2 separate regions of the Drosophila melanogaster genome follow, and region 2 is linked to region 1. Evidence: chromatin contacts called from public Hi-C data. All regions are on one chromosome and are shown on one strand. The core of a region is the stretch at or near the end of the contact, and the rest is flanking DNA. Distances in the headings are between cores, read along the strand shown.

Region 1 (5,491 bases), core at 2,346-4,845:
TTCCTTTAAATATGATCAACCAAAATAACTAAGGTACTACTTTATAATTTTTTTCAAAGCATTTTCAGTTTGGAGATGACGATGTTGCCACTTGATCTGCATGATCGCAATTAAAGGGTTTCAATTAATTAGTAAAGGCACTAAACATGGTTAAAGACCGTATGTGGTTGGCCAACATAGAACTTTCATTGGACTTTGGCACATTTTGCGTTTGTTGCTATTTATTTTAGTTCTGCCTTGACTGATTTGGCCAGACTAACCAATTTTTTTATGAGAATTAATAAATACATAATAATAATTACGAATTCATTTTTTTTAAATATGTAAATATGTATGTACATATGAGCATTAAGTTATATCAGTTACATATATGTAACTAGTAACTTTTTTTTACTCTTACTTCTTGTTATTACTCTTGCTACTTAAAAAGATATTGTTATTACTTATTGTTATTTTATAAATCAATTATAGTTTCACTTGTTTTCTCATTCATGCTATTTTTATATCATCCACAACCTACAATTACGGGTAAGTAATTAACTTTAATTAAGATCAGTTAACCATTTCAAATTACCGAATAGTAAAACAAGTTTTGCCTTTCAATTGAATCGCGTGAAATGTGTCTCGCCTTTCATAATCTTGAGTTAATAAAGCCGTTGGAAAATGCAATCGCATTTCCAATAACGATTTTATGAATTATAGTATCAAAACGTCTGGATTGAGAGTCAGTACATAAAGACCTTGAGCCGGCCAGTTCCGGTCAGATAAGATCCTTTCCAGTCTGGTTTTATTCTTATTATTGAGTTTGCGGTTGTGGCAAGCTAAAATCCACTGGGGCTTATACAACATTTTTGTGGTTTTGTTGTTTATCAAAGTGTTAAATACACAGCGGTTAAATCAACAGCAACTGTCAAAAGAATAATATCCCGGTTTAACCTTTTTTTTATTATATTATCTTGTAAGAGTAATCCCATAAAATGACGATTTTAATTTACAGCATGATATACAATTACAAAACTTAATATTGACTGTTCTTTAAGGGACTTTAGTTAAACCGTTACTACTATTACTTTTTCCCCAACTGTGTTTGGATACAAGTGTATTGTGTGACTGTGTGTGTGTGTGTGTGTGTGTGTGTGTGTGTGTGTGGTATGTGCCGTGTTTTTATTGAATGAAAGGCGCGAAAAGCAACAACTGTCGATCCCATGGTACTTGCACTGCTTGCTCGCCCAATCTCATGGCCTCTCTCTCCGTCTCGTGCTCTCCTGCTCTCGTGCGGCACATGTGTGAATGAATGCAGTGGCGTAAACAGCAGCAACAACAACGCCAACGACAAGCAGCTTGAATCAAGTGAATGAAGTATTTAGCGCGCGCCTTTTTTTCTCTCTGTGTGCAATGACATTTTCAAGTGCCCGGACGGACGCCCGTGATTCGTGTGAGTGAGTGTGTGTGTAAGTCAGTGAGTGAGTGAGTGAGCGAGGTGTGCGTGTGTAGTATGCAAGTGAGTAAACAACAATAATTGTCAGCGGCAATAACAGAAATAACATTTCATATAAATTCCGATTTGATAAGCTTTCCTCCCTAATCTCGACAGGGGATTTTCCCCTCCCGATCCTTACTTAGTCTTCCTACTTGTTTGTACGTACATATGTAGGTTGGCTAACGCTTTATTTGCCCACTTTTATTATTTATGATACGTTCCGCTCCCCATTGCCCAATTATTTTGTTGGAATGCATTGCACAAGATATTTCCCAGTGTGCTTGTAGCCGTGCGAATGTGTGAGTTATTTGATTTGGCATTTTCAAGTTATCAATGAATTTCACACACACGCACGTAGGAATAACGGGCGTGAGTAGAGTAAATTTGTCCGCGTACTTATTGGATTCGATTTCATTCACACCCAGGGACCCCGATTTCCCCCACGAAGACCGCCAGAAATTGAAGTTGGCACACATACCGACAGTACAGCTTGGCTAGCGTGGACTACTACCTCAAATGGAATCAGATTTAACTAAATTCCAATATATCCAAGACGTACATTTTGAGATGTACGTCCAGGTTAGAGAGGTTTTGCCGTATTTACCTATTGACGGCGAGTAAATAAGTTCTATATTTGCTCACCTTATCAGACGCCTTATCGCCCAGAGCTCACTCCACAAATGTTCCCCATTTTTGTTGAATGAATATTCCCCTTTTCGGTAGGTAATGGGAACACCACAATACAACCCATGAAACCCCCTCCATTTCGCCAGCCCATTCATCTATTCCCATCTGTCGGCTGTTCGCTGTATCTTTCGAGCTGAATCACAACTTTGACGGGCCAGTCACAGAGTCAAGCTAATTAATAACAAGCTATGGTCGTCGTCCGAAAAAGATTTCCACCGCCTTCCCCTTCCACAAATTTTCGTTCTTGCATGTTATCAGTTGAGATTCTCGCTCGTGCGCCCCCTCATCTGTTTCCTTTCCTGCTTGCCGCGTTTTTTTTCTGCTCGCCGCTTGTCAAATTTGACATTTGCTATTGAACCGTTCATAAAATAGGCGCCAGACTGATTTTCGCTCGAGTTTTCTCCGCGCCTCGACTCGCCAGTTCTCCCTCAGCTAACAGCTCAGAGCTCTCGGTTTTGTTTTGTTTTCTTGTTATGATTTATTAAACATTTATTTGGCTTAATGAATTAATTTGATTTGATTTCGACAGCGTAACGGAAATGCCTGCGAGTGTGTGCGTGCGCCTTTGTCTGTGTGGGGCGCCAAAAAGGCGCGCTGCACGACGCAATTGTCTGAGCTCGGGGGAAAAGTGCATGGCGAAACAAAAGTGAGGGAAAACAAAGGGAAACCCCGAAACAACAAAGATAACTGCGCCGCTAAACATTCAGAAGTGTCATTTTCTAGCCAAATTCAGTTGTACTTGAAAAGTTTCTATGGGACAGTTTGAACAAGTCGAAAACATTTTGAGTATTAACTTGCATTATCTTACTATGATTTTGATGGATTATAACTGGTAATTGCTTGCAAGTAATTATACCCTTTACCGAAGGTCAACTGTATTACAAGGCGCTTGGAGAGAAAACGCAGCAGGCCTCCTGAGCACAAAATAGAACGCAATATGTTTTTACAAGCGTCTGAAAAATTGCCAAGAGACAGCAACAAAAGGCCGCCGAGTTATAATGGTTGTTTAGCTATTAAGTTCCGCTTAAATTGTTTTCACATTTACCTTATGCCCGCCCGTGCGCCAATGCTACAAACATAGATACGCTCACCAACACATGCAAGCGAAAGCGCCAGCGGCAAAAACAACGACAGCGACAATAACAACACACTGGAGCAGAATGGGGAGAACTACATAAGCAAAGTGCGAGGCACAAAAGAACCTAATCAAGAGCAAAACGCCGCAAATAAAGCAATAAACAAGACACAATATTGTTTTTCCTTCATCTGCTACTTCTTCTCCTCTCCTTTATTCCTTGCTTCTGCCAAATAACAACAGCAAAACGAGTAATAATAATACAAACAACAATGAAACGAGAGCGGTTTCGAAATAGCTGCCCAAACAGTGCCAGTAGTTTCCATTTCCATCCAGTCTCAGTCTCGGTCTCTCGAAGCTGAAATCTCGATTCTCAAAGCTCCAGTTCAGTTCCGAGCAAAAACAACAAGAACGAGAGACACAAGAGCAACTACTAGAGTACAGTAAATAACCAGATTAGCAACAAAAACACCTAGATTCGCGACGAGACGAGGCAGACAGACAGACGCAGCTAAACTAGCAAGACCAAAGGAAAACAAAGACAAAAAATTGTTTTACAAAATAGATATGTGCTTAAAGGGTAAGAAAACAAATTAACAATAATTAAAAAAAACAGTGCATATTTTAAAACCACTCAAGAAAATAACTTTATTTTTAATCGGTAAACGATATTCTTCCACATTTAAACACAGAAGTTTTATACCGACAGAGAAAACCATTTTTAATTCGTCATCCATTCATTATTTGATAAAACACAACATTTTACATTTACAAGAAACTATACTTCACAGAAGCCATGTAAATGTTTATGCTTAAAACCCGATTCTCAGAAGCTGTGTCAAGTGTTTAATATTTATGACTATCCAATTGTTTGCCAAGCTTTCTAGGAACTCTATAATAAAATCAATTTTGCAGTTTTCTAAGATTTAAACTAAAAAAAGATTCTCGCAAGATTTCTACAAAGCCGCACTCTCGCATTTCCTCGTAGAAGAAAAAGAAGAATTAATGCATCTCCTTTCTCTCGGGAGATGAGCACTGATTACTTTGCTGGTTTGAAGAGCACAACTACTGCGGAGAAATCTCCTAATTGTGTGGATGCTTTTGCTTTTGAGCGTTACAGCAATATTTCTATTACAATTAATGCATAACACTTACAAAACGACACTTATGGTAATTTGTTTTTCAATCTGGGGACATACCATATAGGCGTAGAAATAGAAATAAATTAGACAACAAATAGGCAGCGGGCACACAAAAAAAAAAACACAGAAGACGCTTTCAATTTTACAATACGTAATAGCACAAACAACTACAAAAACACCGGTATCAGTGGCGGAATTGAATAAACAAATAGGGAAAAGCAACAAAGCGCAAAAGTCGTAATAAGAAATAGAAATACAAAACGAACCATAGGCAAAAAATAAAAAGTTAAGCGACTAGAAGTGTCTGGTAAATGTAAAAACACAAATAAACAACAATTAGTGTAATAACAACAAAATCGAAATAAACAATCAACAGAATAATTTTCTGATTATCAACAAAAACTATTGATGAATTTGCATAAACTTAAAACTGTAATGTCATTATAATTACTAAATTATTGCACCTCTTTACATAAAATTAATTTTAATTAATTTCCCCCAAGTTGCTGATTTCTTATTTTAAATTGGTTTCAAATATTTTTAAAGTACCCCATATTTTTCGAAACATCTTAGGGGTTGAACGGGCGAACCTATCGATAACAAAGGCAAATCCGTAAAGTAGCTCAATGCGACAAAGATCACGCACAAAAAAAGCCACACGCACGCATTTTTAAGCCAACCGCAAGAAGAAGCCGAACAATCCGGAGAATCTGCGATGGAAGTAGGAGGTGGAGAAAGGACGGAGAAAGAGCCCAAAGCCTGGGTTTACAGTTGTTTGATTCCACAAATCAGATTAGAGCGAGAGGGAGCTACTGGAGTGTGGTGAACTGGAGCGCAATGTGGTGGGTTCAATGGGTTGACACCCCCCCACCCCTTTTTCCACTACATATCCTTGCCTATAAAAATATAATCACAAGATCCGCACGGGGAAAGCAAATGCTAGCGACAGCTGAACCACCAGATTTACATCGATCACACTTTTTATGCCACATCAAGCGTCGGGCACAACAACAGTGCAACGCGAAAAGAGCGCCGCAGCGAGCTAGTGCAGCGATGACATTTGGGCGAGACAGTCGGGTGACACGCAGACAGAGAAGAACATCGGTG
Region 2 (5,842 bases), core at 422-2,921, 260 kb after region 1:
GACTGCATTAATAGTCCCTTGTCTTGTTGCTAAAACTTAAGGCAATAGTCGTAGAAACTTGTACTGAATCTTTAAAATTTCATAATACAATGATTTTGAATACATTTATTATTTCAAATTATTTGAAATTAGAGAAATTTATTCGAATTCGATTAAGCAATGGGGCCAAACAATAATACTTTTTTGAGTTTTCTGTTATTCATCAGATATGTAAATGTATCCCAATTCACTTTCGAGTAACCAAAGAGATAAATCCCTACGCACGTGAATGAACGAACAAAGAATCGGAAAAACTAGCCAAAATAAAGAGAATAAAAACTGGTAGGAAAGAAGTGACAATAAGAATCGACGCAGAAGGGGAAAAACGAAATTAGGAAAATCAGAAAATAAGGGTGGTTTTTTTTTTCAACTAAGGGGAGGAATTTTATAAGGGTGACGACTGTGGCAAAGGACGAGCACAAAGCAGAGACTGCAAGAGGAAGGAACAACGGAAAATGCAACTAAAATCAGGTGTCTGCTTATTGGATCATCTATATAAGAAGTACATGGGATCTTAGTAAATAGAACATACGTACAAAAACCGAGGAAATGTATGAGATAATTCGAAGGAGACTTTTTTAATTTTAGAGATTTCACTATATTCTGATTCTGCTCTGATTCTTTGGGAAAATTTAACAATAACTTGAAAGTATATTAAACTTAATAACTTGGAACCAAAGAGTAATCATTATTCGTATATTTTGAGCAAGCACCCAGCGTTTCAGGTGAAACAAAAACATGCAAATCATGGAAAAAAAAAACCTACCTTTGAGGCCTTGTGGCTGCCTCGCATATGGCTTTTGGCCATGTCGCGTGCAGTTGGCCAAATCCGCACTGCCGTTGCTTTTTTTGCGATCGCTTTCCGGGCATTTCTGAAGGATCAGCTTTGCGCTGGCGGAGATCTGGGCGGGAGTCAGGGCCATGCCCCTCGGCGCTTGGCTGACTGCCTTTGGATTGCACTCATCGGCATCGGTGCTGGATATCGTCCTTGAGGTCGGATACCGCATTCCGCGCAGGACCTGACAATGGGCATCCGTATCAGCATCCGCATCCGTATTCGCATCCGCATCCCGATTAGATTCCAGCTGGATGTCATATCCGTAGCGTTCCTTAACGTATAATCTCTGCGTGTGCTGCTCCTGGGCCAACAGCTGATCGATATTCGAGTCCCCGGGAGCGTTATTGAATAGGTTCCGACAGATTCTCTTCTTCTCCGATGCGCTGGGCGGTGGGCGTGGCACGGGGGCGGCGAGAAATGGGCCCAGGGCCATTGGCGGACACAACATGGCTATGGTTTTGTATAACTTGTTTTCTTTGTTTAAACTTTAGGTATTTTTGCACTTTTTGGTTTATTGCTTTTGAAGTATTCTCGCTTTGTTTCTTCTTTCCGCTTTCACTTGAACTTTCACAGCGATCACTGCGCGAAACTCACGTACGCATTTTAGGCATTGCAATTGCAGTTTAAATCGGTTTTCTATCGCTGGCGAATTTGTTGTATGCGTTTCTTTTTCTGTATCGTAGAGAGCTAGCTGAACTTTACGACTTTCACGCGAGCCAAAGAGAGCGAAAAGAACGCAGCTGGAGCAAACGCAAGCGACCGAATTGGTGGAGAGTCAAAGACTGAATCGCGCAGAGACCAGGGATTCAGCAAGTTATATAGCTTATATGGCGCAGTGTGACCAGTTGCTCCCGCATCGATAACGCTTTACTTTCGCTTTTGGCCCGCCGAAACGGTCACTCTGCGCTCTTTCGTGACTCTCTTCAGCATTTTTACGCTCTCTTACATTTGGGTATCATTAACATTAGGGTGAAATGCACAGAAAAACATACTTGAAAGTGATCTAGAAAATATTTCAAAAATTATACATCGAAGCTATAATATTCAATATGCTTATAATATATGTTTATTTCCATAAAAATTGTTTCCTAGCACCGCTATTGCACTTTTAACTGCAGCAGTTTTGAGAGGTGGCGCGAGTAGGGAACATCTCTGGCTACTGAGATGACGTCATAAATTACATTTACTTCCTTGATGTTCAAATGAATTGAAGTGAAATTTTAGAAATTTAAAATTAAGAAAAATATCATATCTCCAAGTTCGTATTTTTTTTTTTACTCAAGGTTGGCCATCAAACTGAATTGCATTGCAAGCAAACATATGATGAATTCCAAGTAGTTTATAAATTAAATCGATGACATCATAACACCCAATTTGAGATGCCAACATGCAGTACCTCAAACACAATGCCACACCTCACTATTAAATGTATCCCATGCAAATAGAGATTCCTAGCTCAGAATAATGCAGTTGCTCATCTTATACTTACGATATTTACATGTAACAATTACGGAAAGTGAATCCGTTTTTTGTGTGCCAATTATAGGCCGTGTAAATACAATTAGTTATGCTAGGGACTGCTGGCTCGTTGCTATTTACCTCGCACAAATACTGAGCTAAACGCTAACTAACTGATATGTTAGCGCGTTTTGGGCCCTAACTCAAGGTCGAGTCGGGCTTCATGCGGCATTAAACGGCCTAATTGGCGGCCAGACGTGGCTAGAACAAATTGCCAGCGACAGGAATACGAAAAATTCAAAATAGTCAACAAAAAATCATAAACAACTTTCGCGCCTGCGGCGGCAATTCAAGCGTATCTCGAACAAACGAAAGTGAAAACCGCATAGAAATAGAGGTAGTAGGTTGTAGTAGTGGTATTGGTAGTAGTAAATAATGTGGACCACAAGTCATTTCAATTTCAATAATGCTGAGTCAGCCGAACCGATAAACTGGCCCCCACTCCACTGGTGGTTGGTTAGGAGGCGCAGCTGGTGTTACCTCGAATCGGAGGAGTCTTCAGGCCCATTTCGTCTGGCTCTTTGACCGATTAGTCATTTTAAAGAGTGCCCCGGACAAAGGACGCGCCCAAAGGATTGCGATTTATTATTGTTTTCAGGCGTACAGTGGGCCCTCGCAAAGGGATACAGATGGTGTCTGTATTGGCTTTATAAGCTTTTATAAGAATTTTCGCCAGAATGAATAAATGTTTTTCTTTCTTATCATCTTCATATGTAGTATCTGCTTTACAAACAAATGTATTGTTTCTAGAAGGGATACCAATTGAATATATTCCTAGATATATTACTGCAGATTATTCACTTATTACTTTCATGTATCGAACTAAATAAATCTCAGCAACTCTTAGTAAAAGTTTCGCGTTTCCGGAGATTACTGTATAGAAGATTGATATCCCTTCCTCATATATTTTTTGGCGCGATGTCCAATTCGGATTGGCAACTACCTGCTCGCGAGGTGAATGAGGGGTTGAGGATCGGATGGGATGGGATGGGATAGGATCGGATCGGATCGGGTGGATCGGTGGCACAGGTCGTGTCAGAGTAGGTCTGTGCAAAAACCAACCCTCGCGCCAAAAAATCCACATAATGACGTGGCACTCGAGAGGGTAACAATGCAGTTGGAAATGTGTGAAAGTTTCAAAAGAGATTTCCATTCTACCATTTCAACAACTGCGATTCAGCTTTGTTTTTTTTTTAATATCTCGTAGCTGCGCTGATTTTTCACTGTCGAATGCATGTCGTCGCGTATATTTGTATCTTTCAGATGTTTTCTGGGTACGTGTCTGGGTCTACTGATGGGCTACTTTTCCGTCGTCACTTCCGCCGCACGCATCTTGTCTGCGAAAAACTCAAGCTGTTTTCCGCCGACTGGCTGGCAGAAATTAGTTTATGGGCCACGTACCATGTAACCCCGGCTCAAAAGGTCAGAAACCATTGAATGATAATGAAATGAATGAACCCAGGAGCCAACGCAACCGATCAATGGAACTGTCGCACGCGCTGCGCATAAGGTTAACTGCTGTTTTAGTGTCGGAACGTAACGCAGGGAGTTTGAGATACACCGAGGTTTTCGTCGTTTTCCGTCCGTGCTGACGTCACGTTCGTCTAATTAATAAATGAACTCATTAAGTAGTAGCCCGGGCTGTGTCCCCTCATTTCTGCTTTCTCCTCCCCCTGCCAGATGTTTTCTTTTCCATTTCATTTGTTCTTGCTGTGTGTGCAATATGCAATATGGGCGCGCGTGGCAGCAACAACAACTGCAGATCCGGTCGCTTGAAATAAATCTAGCAGATACTTTGTTTGCACTGCCACAAATTGTGCATATATTATGGCGCCCAAAAACTTTGAACTTCAGAATTAAAAGAATTCGATTTGCCAAACTTAGTTATTTCCAATGGAATATAAGCAGACAATTAAATTCGTTGAAATCAGTGCGTTGTGGTTTAGTGAGTCATAAAAAAGTGAGGATGGGGTTTACGAATTAGTCGACAAATGCTACGTTGAACTGTCTTGATAGCAAGCATAATCAGGGATTAGAAATTTATTTGCGGTATTGATATATGTATGCATATGTATGTATTTATTTCCGTATATCGTCGAAGCAAGCCCGCTATTTAAAGTGATTTAGGTGGGGTGAGATACATGTATGTACATATATCTATATGTATGCATAAGATAGGGTTGTCTTTAGGAAGTTTGGGGCATGCGATTTTCCTCGTCTTTGAAATGCCTCACAAACGCGCACTCATACAAATGGGGACCTGTGCCGCTGCAGTTGCTTTCCATTTTCCATTCATTTTGTTTCTTTTCTTTTTTTTTTTTTGTATTTTTTGAGGCATCTGTAAATTTTGCGCCAATTTCTGCGGCTGCTGCTGTGGATGTTGATATGTATGTGGCTATGTGGATGCGGCTGCCCTCATCATCGGAGCCACACGGTTGCGAATACCCATACGAGTGCGAATACCTGCTGCTGGTAATTTTGAGCACACATTTTTTGCGCCAAAACCAAAACCTGAATCTGACACAGCCCGGTGCAATCTACCACTCTTCTTCCTCCGCAACGCCTGCTCCATATAACGCATTCTCTCTTCCCGTTTCCGCACTTGAAATACATCCCCATTTGCACTGAGAGAAACTGTGGATATATATAGATGGAATCAAGAACAGAACAATGTATAATTAAACAAATTAATCAATTAGGCTGAATGTTACAAAAACTTAGGTTCCTGAATTTCTTAACAGTGTTATTCCGATGGAAGCTATGTTGTAGCATATATATATTTATTAACATTTCATAATTAAACTGAAATGCAGCTGCTCGTTTCTCGCAGTGTACTTTCACATCCTCACACGCGTACGAATATCTTGTTGAGCTGCTCAAGCTGGAACAAGTGCTTTGCTTTTTCCGACTTATTTTCGGTTTTTTGGTTCTGTTTTTTGAGCAGCAGCCGGAGAATCGGAGAATTGGGGAATCGGGGAATCGGTGAATCGGAGGAGGCGAGACGAGGTTGGCTCAAAGAATTCTCGTTTTGAGCCGCCAAAAGTAACATCTGCTCCCCAAAAAGCGTAGAGAGCTCAGGAATTGTCGTTGTCCGCTTAGGGTTTCGTTCCTTTTTCTTTTTAAGTTTTATTTTTACTTTTTTATTTTTGTTTCTTGGCTTTTATTATTGGGCCTTGCCCAAAACAAAACATTAAATGGAGCGGGGAAAAGGGTTGAGGCATGCGGTTTTATGCAGGGGACTCGGGATCAAATCAGGAACTTCCACAGGGGCGATAAACGCGTATCAATTGGACACTCGAGAGATAGAATTACACGTTCTCATTTCGCCGAGGTTTGTAATTAAGGCCAGCTCTTGATTGCTCCCATTGTTCGCGATTGTGATATTCCCGAATTTAGTGCGGTTTGAGAAGAAATAAAAAAGAAAGTTTTTTGGAAAGATGGGGTTTG

What was found. Hi-C and Micro-C count contacts between places; a contact is called where the count stands out from the background.
Region 2: a Hi-C map of the Kc167 cell line shows a contact between it and region 1, with 6 times the contacts expected there. A contact is called at or near these places in 6 of 107 Hi-C or Micro-C datasets (the Kc167 cell line, the ML-DmBG3-c2 cell line, embryo and 1 more) and 1 of 7 datasets of targeted methods (the Kc167 cell line).

What each region holds. Positions count from the first base shown.
Region 1 is chr3R:21,588,755-21,594,245 of dm6, forward strand. It overlaps lncRNA:Irar (Insulin receptor-associated lncRNA), which reads left to right and starts at 3,596. Exons shown (of 2, transcript NR_074039.1): 1 at 3,596-3,822; 2 at 4,958-5,491. The region is part of intron 2 of InR (Insulin-like receptor); the gene reads right to left.
Region 2 is chr3R:21,854,595-21,860,436 of dm6, forward strand. It overlaps glec (gliolectin), which reads right to left and starts at 1,672. Exons shown (of 2, transcript NM_079719.3): 1 at 806-1,672. The coding sequence starts at 1,325.